2 separate regions of the Gossypium hirsutum genome follow, and region 2 is linked to region 1. Evidence: chromatin contacts called from public Hi-C data. All regions are on one chromosome and are shown on one strand. Each heading gives the region's core, a stretch centred on a gene start, on an enhancer-like site or on the middle of the called end of the contact. The rest is flanking DNA. Distances are from core to core; before and after follow the strand shown. Region 1 holds the start of LOC107912963. Region 2 holds the start of LOC107895353 (UDP-glycosyltransferase 73C1).

What was found. A called contact is a pair of places that touch in the nucleus more often than the background predicts.
Region 2: a Hi-C map of leaf shows a contact between it and region 1, with 5 times the contacts expected there. The contact joins the promoter of LOC107895353 here to the promoter of LOC107912963 in region 1. A contact is called at or near these places in 7 of 34 Hi-C or Micro-C datasets (leaf, petal and seedling).

The regions. Positions count from the first base shown.
Region 1 is chrA13:99,642,465-99,649,451 of Gossypium_hirsutum_v2.1, reverse strand. It overlaps LOC107912963, which reads left to right and starts at 2,903. Exons shown (of 18, transcript XM_016841366.2): 1 at 2,903-3,352; 2 at 4,158-4,216; 3 at 4,299-4,430; 4 at 5,257-5,397. The coding sequence starts at 3,022. It overlaps TRNAT-AGU (transfer RNA threonine (anticodon AGU)), which reads left to right and starts at 2,767; the gene lies at 2,767-2,840.
Region 2 is chrA13:99,840,508-99,847,494 of Gossypium_hirsutum_v2.1, reverse strand. It overlaps LOC107895353 (UDP-glycosyltransferase 73C1), which reads left to right and starts at 3,804. Exons shown (of 1, transcript XM_016820665.2): 1 at 3,804-6,987. The coding sequence starts at 5,507. LOC107895355 (a long non-coding RNA gene) reads left to right here. Exons shown (of 4, transcript XR_001683494.2): 3 at 1-613; 4 at 1,459-1,769.

The sequences.
Region 1 (6,987 bases), core at 1,654-4,153:
ATAATATGTATAGGTTTAGTAATGTATGTGAATCAAATACATGTACTAATATAAATGGATATAAAATAACTTAAATCTTATGTAAAACATATGTACAAAATATATTTGAATAACAAAAAAGAATATATATTAAAATGTAAGGATAGAGTCGAAAGCCATTATGTGAATAAAAATATATTAACAATATATACATATATGTATAATAATACAAAGGAAATAAACATTTAAAATGTACAAAATGTGATATTAACATTGCTAAAAAAACAATTTACAATAATGGAATAACAATTACTCAAAGTTGTTTAAAAATTAAAAATAATTGATTAAGAACACAAAGGGCTATGAACTAAGAGGATTTAATTAGAATAAGAGGATTTAATTAGAATCAATCCAAAATAAAAGGGAAAATTTGAAAACAAAACAATAGAAGAAAGGACCACTGCACGATGCGCGCAAATGCACAGTGGCTCAATCTGGAAATATTCCAGGCTCCCAAAACGTGGCGTTGGAGCTCAGACCACAATGCAAACGAGCGTAAATTGTGGGGAAAATTTTAAAAAACCATGAAATACATATATGGGCTGATTAAAGTGTGGCGCAAAAGGGGAGGGACCTAGAGCACAAATTTCCCATTAATGGGAAGCACGCGGATCCTCCCCGGGTCGGGTCACAAGCGCACGGGTCGCGCTAGATAGGTCCACACGACGTCGTTTCAAAGGCTATTGAACCTAGCCTGAAACGGCGTCACTTCACGCCCTCAATTAAAAGGGAAAATCGGCCTAAAATTAGAGTGTTTTGGCAAAGCAGACAGGGGAAACCGAAACCCTAGATGCTTGCCCTTATTCAGCCGCCATTCGACCCTTATTCCACTACGAAGATTGATGGATAATAGCCTGCGGTGGAGCCTCCTTTCTACTCAACTCCAAGGTTTGATGATTCTAGCCACGAAGTCCTCTCTCCACCTTCGATATCGACGAAGGGGATGGAGATCTCCAAGGCGCACTTACGAAGGTAAAGCTTCTCTTTCCTTTCTCTTTGATTTTTTTGTTCGAAATACGCAATATGTAAATCCGAAGAAACAAGAAAATAGGGGGAAACGAATCAAAAAGGACCCAGATCTGAATCTCATCTTTCAATTTCTTTTGCGTTTTGTATTTCAAAATGTATTGATTGTGCGCGTAACCTTACACCTGATGAAATCCCCTGGCTTTATATCCGTTTGAATATATCCGTTTGAATAATACAATCTTCGACGTATTAATATCAATACATAGCACACTCAAATTACTATATAATTATATTAATGAAATTCATTGATTTAATAATGATATTCACAAAATAAAAATTTAACAACATTTTCTTTCCATTTGTAGTTGATTGCTAGAAATGTGCTTGTGATCCGACTGTATCAATGATGTTGTCATTTTTTAAATTTATATTTTTTATACAAAATCTATATTTTTTAAAATAAAAATGTATTACTATACAAATATTTGACAAAGTAATAAATTAATAATTTATTAAAATATCAATATAGATTATAAAAAAATTTAGAATTTTCTAACATATCATTTAATTCATTATAACAAAATAATAGATAAGCAACCTAAAATTAAATTAATCTAATATTAAAAATACATAACACTTGAAATAACATAACTTACCTTAAATTACTTGATAAAATTTTGATGGTGGAAATCAAACCAAGACAATATATTATTAATTGAGAGAAGAAAACAAACTTTGATATTTATTTAGAAAATGAAATTGATAATTGAAGGATAAATATTTTGTAAAAGAATGAAAGTGGGAGAATTAATTTAGAAGATTGGTTTGATGATGAGATAAATGATTTGTAAAAAAATAAAGGTTGGGTATATACAAGGGCAATAATAATATTTTTATCATTTTTTTTTATTATTGGAGATTCAGTGGTCATATTTATTGAGTTGGATGTTGTCATGGCAAAAACATGCCTCGTAGAATACATTTTTACTGTGCATCCTATGGGACATGCTTTTGCCACAATAGAATTCGATTAAGCAAAAATAATATATTTCTCTAATTAATCGAATAATCATCCTATTTTCTTTTTTTTCCCCCAAAATCAATATTTTTCAATAATTTGACCCTTTTGTTTTCATTGTCCTACAAAATGTGAAATTACCAATAATTAGAGTTAATTGTACTACATATATCCAAACTATGATCTTCATTCTAAATTGGTCCTCAAATTTCAAAATGTCTTAATTACATCCTAAACTATTAAGGTTATATCAATCAGGTACTTCTATTATTAAAATCGTTAATTTAACCATTAAATAACATATTAAATTGTATGGGGTATAATTTAAAATTAAAATTTAAAGAATAGTAAAAAGTTACCACATAACTTTTAAAAGTTAAAATGAAGAATAAAGTAAAATTGAAAAAAAAGAGTGAACGATAATTTTTTTGTAAAAGCTTCAAAAACCTCAAACTCAAGATTTTTACATATTTTTTCACAATATTTATTTTTCTTTAAAATTTTCATTTTAAACCATATCAAATAAGATTTTACATGTCAATAAACGGGTAATTAATGATTTTAATAATGGAGGGACATTATTAATATACCTCGATAATTTAGAGATATAATTAGAATATGTTTTAAAGATCAAATTGTAATAAAATTATAGGATGCGTGGTGCAATTAACTCTAATAATTAACAATAAGGTTCAAAATTTTAAATCCAAAACTATTTCTAAAAAAAATAAAACTAAGAAGCTCTCGTAGCTCAGTTGGTTAGAGCACCCGTTTAGTAAGCGGGAGGTCTTGAGTTCGACTCTCAACGAGAGCAAATTGGGTTTACCCCAGGTTTTTAGGATTGCCATCTATTTTCCAGGAATTTTTTTTTTCTTTGGTAACAACCGTTTTTGCCTAGTCCAAGAATCCCAGCCACACAAATAAAAACTAACAAACTCCCTCTAGGCCAACAAACAGAAGAATCATGTCAGACATGATTTTTTTTTTACCTGAACATGCCCTTTGTTACATCTTCATCTTCATCTTCATGCCAATCTCAAATCCATTCCAAGACAATGTTTCTTGTCCACAAAACTTCCCCTATTTTTCTCCACAAGTTCTATCCCCAAACTGCTACTAAGTTTAGATGTATTCCCAAGAAATTCACTGTTTCTGCTTCCCTTAACACGATAGCTGCTGCCGCTGCCTCTGGCTCTGGTGCCACCATCCATGGGGCCGTCTCTTCTGCGATTACCCAAGTAGCTGTTACTGCCTTTGCTATAGCCTCCGGGGCTTGTCTTTCCACTAAGGTTGACTTCTTGTGGCCCAAAGTGGAGGAGCAACAAGGTACCCTTCTGTTTCATTTCTTTTTGCTTTGGAATTTTATGCAGTTCTGGATATTACAATATTACTTGATTTTGTGCTTCTATATATTAGAAATAGTTTTGTTACATTCAATTTTAGGCAATCCTCTAGAAGTTGGTTTTTTTCAGTTCCAGATTAGGGAGTACTAAGTGTGTACTTTCTTCACGATTGGCTTATTAAGAACCTCCTCATTATCTCAGACTATGTTACTTTTTGTCTTCTTAATTTTAACGGTGTTTTCAAGCCTCCTGTTGGGGTGTGTCTGTGTGTATACCTTTTCTTCTCTAGTTCTTACAATTGTGCATATACTAAGTACTTTCTTGAATTTTCCAAATAAGTTTCTATCCTTCTATTATTGCTTTTGTCTGATTGAACCTTATTTGGATGTAAACCATTAAAATCTGTTTTCTTTAGCACCTATATGTCACAAATGTTTTACATATTTCTAAGCTTCTTCCTGAGGTCTTGTATTACATATTTTGAGCCTAGAGGATTCTGCCTTTGATTCCTCTCAAAATTATGAAATCATAGTTGAGCATATTGAAAAGGATATAGTTTTCGTTAGATACCTTGTGTTCCTTCTTATTACACCAATTATTGATTCTTGATTGTAGCTTATTAGCAAGACCATGACTATGATTTATCCTCTTTACAGTTTACAATCACAATCTCCTGCTTTCTTTTTCTTGTTAGATGTCAAACCATTCACTGTCTTCTTACTGGATCATTTTCTTCATATTTTCTGCTATCAATTTTCATGTTAACAACGCCAATCAATGTGGTGCAGGTTCTTTTACAGTGGAAGGAATTGATGTGACTGGCTATCCTATATTCAGTGAGGCAAAGGTTTGCCATGTCTCGTTGCCTTATGAGTATGACTTGCATATAGTCCTCTTCTTCCACTAAAACACTGAATTTGTGAAGGCAGGTGCAAAAAGCTATTGCATTTGCAAAAAGAGCTCACAATGGGCAGTTTAGGAAAACAGGAGACCCGTACTTATCGCATTGCATTCACACAGGAAGAATCTTAGCTATGTTGGTTCCATCAACTGGCTTACGAGTATGAAACTGTATAAGCAACTACTATTAAGTTTATTATATTATGCGTGTCTTTATTATGCTTTTCTTCTGATAATCTTCCATCAGCTTACCATATGCCTGCTATTTGCACTCACAAAAATTGCATGTATGCAGAGATGGCACTACATATATGGTGGGGGCGAGCACAACCCACTTCTTAGACCCAATTAGAGCCAAGCCCAGTTGCAAGATTTAAACAACTTAAGAATTCTTGTTAAAAAAAAAAAGAACAGATGGCTTAAGCTTCATGTTAAAAAAAAAAGTTTCAAACCCTTCCCAATTAACTTAAAAAAAAAAAAAGAACTTTCTCAAGTCAAAATAAACTCTAGGCTTGCAAGTATTATGTATTGAGAGCCAAAAAGGCTACGACAAACCGTGATTTCAATTTATATTTGTTGACCCCCAAATGTTTTATCCGGGTTCCATCCCTGCATGCATGTTGCATTTATCTCATTCTTCAGCACATCAGCCTAGTGTTTTCTTTCATTGATCCATCTTTATACTTGTAGCCGTAGACCAGTATAATATGATCATTACTCTCTTCCAGAGAAGTTAGGGAACCATTACAAGTATTACTTAGTGTTGTTGGCTAGGAAAACATCTTACAGTAAAAGCAATAGCCATTGTGATGTTTTAATCAGTATTTATCTTCAGCCATTATGTTTACTAAAATGCATTCTTTCTTATTATTACTAAAAGTAGCACTTAAGATTACTAAAAGTAACACTTAAGAGTTTCGGGGTTGCTTAAGAAACTTGCTTCACTTTCAGTTAGTTCCTTAACTAAGGCTGGAAAGTTTGCTGCAGGCTGTTGACACAGTTGTGGCTGGGATATTACATGATGTGGTTGATGATACATGTGAACGTTTGTTCAGTATAGAAGCAGAATTTGGTGATGATGTAGCAAGGTTGGTAGCGGGTGTTTCTAGATTAAGTTATATAAATCAGGTAAAGTTCATTTTAGTTTGTTCTGTCTGTAGGATTATGTTGATAGTATGAATCATTTCCTCTTGTATTTTCAACAGAAAAATTTACATGGCTATTTATACTAAAAGAGTAGGCCTAACTAAGGAAACATAATCAATACATTAAATCAATAATCCTAATTTTAAGCTAATCTAATCCCTAAAAATCAGTAATGAGATTAGCTGAGATAAGCCGTCAACACTCCCCCTGAAGTTGGTGCATAGATGTCACACATGCCCAATTTGCAAACCAAATTATGATAGCTTCTGTTGTTAAGTCCTTTGATGAACACATCAACTATTTGCTTGTCAGAGGCTACATGACTTAAGCCTAAGATGTCGGCAGTTAACTTTTCTTTGATGCAGTGGCTACATGACTTAAGCCTAAGATGCGGGCAGTTAACTTTTCTTTGATGAAATGTCGATAAATTTCTATGTGCTTTGTTCGATCATGTTGTACTGGGCTATACTGATGGCAGCCTTGTTGTCACAATATAAGGATAATTTTCCTTTATTTGACAACTTTAATTCCTCCATAACTTTTAGTAACCACAGTAGCTCGCAAACGCCTTGAGCTATGGCTCTGTATTCTATCTCAGCACTTGACTGAGCAACCACACTTTGCTTCTTGCTTCTTCAAGTGACTAAGTTTCCTCCCACAAGTGTGCAATATCCAGATGTAGACCTCCTATCATCCAGAGATCCATTTCAATCTGCATCTGTAATAGCTTCTATCTGGAGATGACCATGTTTTGAAAAGAGGAGACCTTTTCTTGGGACAGACTTTAGGTAACGTAGAATGCGAAAGACAGACTGCATATGAGACTCTCAAGGATCATGCATAAATTGACTTACCAAACTAACTGCATATGCTATGTCAGGTCTAGTGTGTGAGAGATAAATTAGTCTACCAACCAATCTTTGATATCATTTTTTATCCACTGACTCCTATTCCAGCTTGCAACTTATGATTGCTTTCTGTAGATGATTCTGCTAGTTTGCAACTCATCATTCCTGTCTCAGTCAAGAGGTCTAAGATGTATTTTCTTTGAGATATGAAGATTCATTTCTTTGATTTGTCAACTTCAATTCCCAAGAAATATTGTAACTTCCCTAGATTTTTTATTTTAAATTCTTGAGCCAAACATTGTTTCAGTCGAATAATTTCTTCATCATCGTCTCATGTCATCACTATGTCATCAACATATACAATAAGAGGAGTAATCTTACCCTTGTGATGTTTCGTAAAAAGGGTATGATCAAAATTGCTTTGTTGCTAACCAAAAGTGATCATAGCTTTGCAGAATCTTTCAAACCATGTTCTAGGAGATTGTTTTAATCCATACAAGACTTTCTTCAATCTATTTACTTTCCCTTGCGTTTTTGCATTATCAAATCCAAGAGGAATCTCCATATATACTTTCTCTTCTATGTCTCCATGTAGGAATGCATTCTTCACATCAAATTGTTGTAGGTTCCAATCAAGGATGGTTGCACAAGATAACAAAATTCTGATGGTGTTCATTTTGGCAACAGGGGCAAACGTCTCTTGATAGTCTACTCCATAAGTTTG
Region 2 (6,987 bases), core at 2,555-5,054, 200 kb before region 1:
ATCTAGTACTGAAACTGTCACAGAGGGCCGCCTAAATATATCATTATAATTTGCCGTATTACTATTGACTTCTCTTAAGTCATGTAATTTTATGTAGCGTAATTTTATGTGTAGCTCTCATTTTCTTTTACAAGCTTAGTTTTACTGACCAACTTTACTGGGTTAAATGCAGAAAGGTGGCTCATTATTTAACAGGAATCCTTCCAAAGGCATCAAGTTTCTTATAAATATATGCAGATGAGAGCTTTATTGCCTGATAGACCACGCTTTTCTTCAGCCAAGTTAAATAGTTGCATGACTATTTCATTCTTGAGATATTCCAATGGAAGCACAAAGTGTTTCTGATCCACATTGTATACAACAAAATCGCCCTACTCAATTGTTGTCGACGTGTTGCAACTGTTTGCGCCAGTATCTAAGGTGGCACTTGATGGTGTGATCCTCTTTCTCCTGATTGTAGCCATTTTTTGCCATTTTCTTACTAACTTGATAAGCTTCTTAGCGCTGACCATCTTGCTTTGCTCTAAGGTTAATAGGAAAGAACTCCAAGATTTAGGCTTGAAACTCTTCTAGATATAAAGCAATGGAAATTTGATGAATATATAACTAGAAGGTGAGAGACAGTCCCTTTAATGAACAGTACAATACCGGTATTCATTGGAAACAAAGACGTGGTAGGTAGATATGTATAGTCTGCAAGGTGACCATGTTTGTTTTTATTGGATGATTAACCCCCAGCAAAGTTGATCATATATAGAAGTTCATATATACATCTTTATGTAACTTCCAAGTGGTTTAACAACAATAAGGTCCAGTAATGAAAGTGGTCAGATGATCCACATGTTCTGGATTGATGAGTTTTTATGATTTCTGAAACAGATTTTGCCCCTTAAAGATTGTTTATCTCTAGGCTGTTATGCTTTTAAATTGTCTTTTGTCTAAATCTACTCCGCATTTATCTGTCTGTTAATTGCTTTAAGAGATTATGGGGTCAAATATATGCTTAAATCTGTTTGAGCTGCCTTTTCTTGATAACTATTATAACTAGATAGACATAAAAAATATATGGTAAAAAGAACTCTTCAATTCCTCTCAATTTCGAATTGAGCAAATTGGTCCTTCTAAGAAAATCAAAGCAATTTATTTCCTATCAATTTCGAAGGTTAGAAATTAAGGACAATTAATCATAGAGTTAATGTTTTCATGGATTATACATGATTTTGATTGGTCTAATAACAAATTTAGCCCTTATTGTTAATACATTCTATCAATTGGGTCCTAATTTAATAAATTTATCTTGCAACATTTGTGTAAATTTTGAAGTTGAATTTATTGAATTTTCCTGATATTGGCTATGAATTGAGCTTGCATGCTTCCTCACAACCATCTTCTTCTAAGCCAGGTAAATCTATTGAAGATTTAGTTGAGCCTTTCGCTAATACAGCTCAACGTTTGCAGGCAAACATGGAGAACCACTTTCAGAACATAGAAAATCAAATCAATCAACGTACAATTTTAGTGTAGTAGATTAGAAACTCAAGAAGTTGACCAAGAGGTGGTCGCTCTCAAGGAATTAACACTGAATTTCTGAATAATTACACAATATGCATACTTATGTAGCTTTTTGATAGTATAATGACATGATAGAATGTGATTACAATATTGTAACTTTTTGATGTTGTAAAATTTTATAACATATGAATTATGACATATAAACTAATGAAATCATGTAACTTTTTGTTAGTATATGAATATTATATTTGGATCTGAAATATAATTCTCAAGTTATTTATTCTTCTAATATTTTGTTTATAATTAAATTATTTGTTTCAGTAATGATATTTTAGCACATTAAATATGTATTACAGTTTAAAAATAATAAAGTAGATTATATATTATTTTTTTAGTATTATATATTATGATTTTTTAATTCATATAATAATAATTATATTAATAATGTTATTAAATTACATATTATTTTATTAAATTATATTTAATAATAATTATGTTAAAATATGGTTAAATTATTTTTTTAATAAAATATATTTAATAATAATTTTATTAAAATTTAATAACAATAACAATAATTATCTACCTTAACAAAAAATTCTACTAAGGGTATTCTGGTCGTTTTAGTTTTTTTCCTTATGCTATTACAACATCATTCTATTTAACCAAATACAAGAATACTATTACAGTTCTATTCTATTCCATTCAATCAAACAGTTAAATTACTTATTACAGCTCTATTCCATTACAGCTCTATTTAATTACAACCCTATTCCATTACAACCAACCAAACGTACTGTAAGAGTTTTGAGAGATGCTAGGAGTATTTATAGAAGTGATGGTTCCATATGGTTTCTTATTGAGGAGAGTGTACCTATTAATAGCAGGTGGCCTAACAAAAGGTCCAATTAATTGGTTAAGGGCAGGTGGTCCCTCCCGTGGATGATATAAAGCATGTGAGTAGTTGGTCATAGAATGACCATCCAGACGGTATAAGGTTGAGGGTCGTTCACGAGTGCCTCTCCAATCGCTTCTCATAATTCTCTGTGTCCCACTCGAGGTAGGGTTTAAGAATTAATGTAAGTTTGTATTTGACGTTAGAAGACTATTTTTTTTCTTTTTATTACATATTCAAATTGTTCATAGAGTAAGTATGCATGTTAAATTTAAACTGTTTACTAAACTGACAAAATGACTTGATTGATATAATATTAATACTTTAAAGATTCAATTATAATGTTGAAAAAGTTTCAAACAATTTAAATTTTAAACCATAATTTGTAAAGTCTAATGCAAGTATATCTGTCTAACTTATAAAATTTAAAAGTTTCATAGACTTTATTCGTTTTTAGGGTTAAATATTAAAATTATACATAAATTTTGATTCAAAATGTAATTTGATATATAAATTTTAATTTGAAAAGATTCTACGAATTGAATTTTGATTTTGATTCAATCATATATATATTTTTTTAAAAATACATCAATTTATTTCCATATTAGATAAATATAATTATTTTTGCATACAATATTTAGACATAAAATGATATTATATCGATAATGATGTTATGATTTATAAAAATTGAATCAAAATAATATTTCATATATAAAATTATACAAAATCAAAATTTATGTATAGAATTACAAATTTAGTCTTTAGATATGATTTTAAACTTTTATTTTATTTTATTTTTCTCATTTTTGTTAAAAGTTTTTTCAATTAACAAACTATTGACGAGTTTTAAGGTGGGATTTAAAAAAAAAAGCTTTTCATGACACCTAATTATATAAAAATTAATGTTATATAAATTAAATCAAATAAAAATTAATATTATTTGAATTGCATCGATTAGATTAAAAATTGTACCTAAATTATTATTCAATCACATAAAACATAACTCTTTTACGCAAATTAATAGAAGCCTTTAATATTTTGTGTAAATTACAAAATACAGAAAAAGTGGGGATCTCTGAGGAGGCAGTGGCCATCAGTCCTTGGGAAATTCGATTCAAGAAGACAACTTGACTGCTCCAGCCGACAGTCACATTAACAGAAGTGACAAGGAAGCTGCTTAGATTTTAATTCCCGGTTAGAACTTCGAGAATACAGGGGAAAGTTCAAAGATGGGTTGCAATCCAAAGATGCCATTCAAATTGAGCCCAATAATGGGACGGAAGGAGACTCTAGAATGGACAATGTAAATGTGGGCCTTAACTTTTTGAAGGCCCATCTGATGAGTTACGGATCCGGATAATGACTGTTTAGTGGGTCATGAGCATGATGGCTTGGATGAGGCACTATTGTCAGCCATAACCAAAACTAAGGTGAGGAAGATTCGTTAACAGCTGGGTATTTGTGAGGCCAAGATAATTACAAAGAGAGGAAGAGGGAGACCGCCTGAGAAGAAGAAAGGATCTGGGAAGTGGCCAAAACAATCCAAAGTGGTGAACGACTCGCTCTCCGACTCAGATTTCATCGATCGAAGGAGAGTCATCCGTAAAGAAGCTGAGGAAGCTTGGGAAGTGGGAAAAATCTTGGGTCTGAGGGCTAGCTGCAGTGATGAGGTCGTTATTTCAGAATTCATAAGGCTAGAAGAAGCGTGGGACTTGTAGAGTAAGGGATTTTGGTAAACTCTTGGGGCTTCAAGCAAGGGGAATTGAAGAAGAGGTTGTGAGAGAGTTGTTTCGCTATTGCAGAAAGGCCAGCCTTGATGTAGGACGTTGGGGGAACTTGAAGGTTCGGGTTTGAAAGAGGTGTCGTGCATTGTTCTTTAATGGAAAGGTCGATCAAAATTTTGATTGTGTGCTGGTCAAATTTTTGTCCTTGTGAGATTGAGGAGCAAAAAGGTATTTGACTTATGTTGTGAATATGAATGTCAGTGTTGGTATCATTTGTGCTTTGGGGTGAAGACTTTTTTTTTTCCCTTCTTCTTATTTGATGAGCCGAACAGTTTTAATGGTTTTACCAACGAATGGAAATTGACTTGCAGTGGTTGACTCTCATTAAGGGTCTTTTTAGCAGAGATATCATATATTCTCCTCCGATCATGCGTTAAAGTCCTCTGGACTGATATGTTTTTATGCCAATGAAGTTGTATCTGGAAGGGTCAGCCTTTGAAGCTTTAGAGAGAGTGATGACAGAATTGGACCAAAATGTGGCTACATCTTTTATGTGAGGCGTTTATTGGGGCTCTGTGGTGATTTGGCTATGATGCTTTTGCTGTTTGAGGCGAGGACTGATCCTATTTTTGGTTTATTCATGCTTGAAGAGCTTGTTTTCCTTGAATTGGAAGCAATCTGATTTTGATGAAAAAATTGATTAGGAACATGATGGTTCTTTTAAATGAGAATCAGCCTCGGAAGTGATGGTGATATCTAGCTTAGTTGAGGTTTTGGCTTCTCAGTATCATTTGTTGCTTAATTTTCTTGGCTTGGTGTTTCTATGGCAAACCTCTGTGATGTGGCCAATTGCGTTAAAAGAGTGGCTAAAGATTCTTTTTTTTTTTTATTTGAGGCGATCTTCTGTAGCTTTGAAATTCCTAATTTATTAATAATATTATTAATTTACCGAGAAAAAAAAACATGACTCAGTAACACAAATAGACAAATTGAATAATGTTTTATATAAGATTAATTACAGAAAATATTAAAACTTTCATCAAAGTTGATTTCGTGTAGGATTTGATGGCTACTTACAAATCAATATGCCAGTCTTGGTCTGCCATGTTCCCTATTTTTTATACGAAATTAGCCACCCAGCACTTCACTTACAATCATAATTTCACAAATGAGAAAAAGCCTAACTCACTTTTTCTACATAAATAGACAAAAATGCTTATGTATGCCCTTATGTCACCTCCTCAATCCTTTCTTTCGCTTGCCTTTTTTTCTTATATACAATATAAATAAATTAAAATATCTCAAATATAATAAAAAAACATCAAAATTTATATCAGTATATAAAACCAGACTTATGGTTTAGTTTTTGACAGTTTCGATGGCGACTCCTACTCAAGAGGAGCAGCAGCTTCACTTTGTGGTGTTTCCCTTCATGTCTCAAGGCCATATGGCCCCTATGATTGACATTGCTAGATTGCTGGCACAGCGAGGCGTGATCGTAACCATCATTACAACGCCTCAAAAGGCAGCTAGGTTCAAGGCAACCCTCGATCGTGCCATGGAATCGGGGCTCTTCATCCGTCTACTTGAGGTACAGTTTCCATGTGCTGAATTTGGATTGCCAGAAGGGTGCGAGAGCTTCGACATGCTGCCTTCCTTTAGCTTAGCCTGGAATTTCTACCAAGCTACCGACGCGCTTGAAACGCCAGTTAAAAAACTGTTACCTGAGCTAACGCCAAGCCCCAACTGTATCCTTTCTGATGTGTTGTTTGCGTTCACACTCGACATTGCCAACCAGTTTCAGATTCCGAGGATCGTGTTCCATGGAGTTTGTTGCTTTCGTCTTGTTTGTCTCCATAATTTACGCATCTCCAACGTTCTTGACCACGTTTCCTCAGAGACGGAGTACTTCGTCGTGCCTAACATGCCCCACAAAGTTGAGTTCACTAAATGCCAGGTCACACAAGTTATGGCTGAAAACCTCAAGCAATTTTCGGAGGAACGGAAGAAGGCGGATCTCGAGTCTTACGGCGTCATCATAAACTCTTTCGAAGAGATGGAGCCCGAATATGTTAAGGAATACAAGAAGGCAAGGGAGGACAAAGTATGGTGCATTGGTCCGGTTTCTCTATGTAACAAGGATGCCATGGATAAAGCTCAGAGAGGCAACAAGGCCTCGGTTGATGAACAAGAGTTCTTGAGATGGCTTGATTCTCAAAAACCAGGTACCGTAATCTATGCCTGTCTGGGAAGCATATCGAACTTGACGCCCTCACAATTGATACAACTCGGTTTAGGCCTGGAGGCATCGAATAGGCCGTTTATATGGGTTATAAGAGCAAGTGATGCATCGAATGATGTAGACACCTGGATTTCAGAGGACGGTTTCGAGGAAAGAACGAAAGGAAGAGGGCTTGTGATCCGGGGTTGGGCACCGCAAGTACTAATACTATCGCATCAGGCCATCGGAGGGTTCTTAACTCATTGCGGTTGGAACTCAACAATCGAAGGCATCTCTGCCGGTGTTCCATTGATAACTTGGCCCCTATTTGCTGATCAGTTTGCCAATGAGAAACTGGCTGTACAAATAGTTGAAATCGGAGTGAGGGTGGGAGTAGAGGAGCCAATGAGGTGGGGAGAAGAAGAGAAAATTGGAGTATTAGTGAAGAAAGAAGATGTTAAAGAGGCTATTGAAAAGCTGATGGATGAAGGAGAGGAAGGAGAAGAGAGAAGGAAAAGAGCTAAGAGACTTGGAGAGATGGCAAATAAGGCTGTTGAGATAGGGGGATCTTCCCACCTCCACATTTCACGGTTAATCCAAGATATCAGGCAAAGGGCTAATGAGAGGAAGCAACTTAG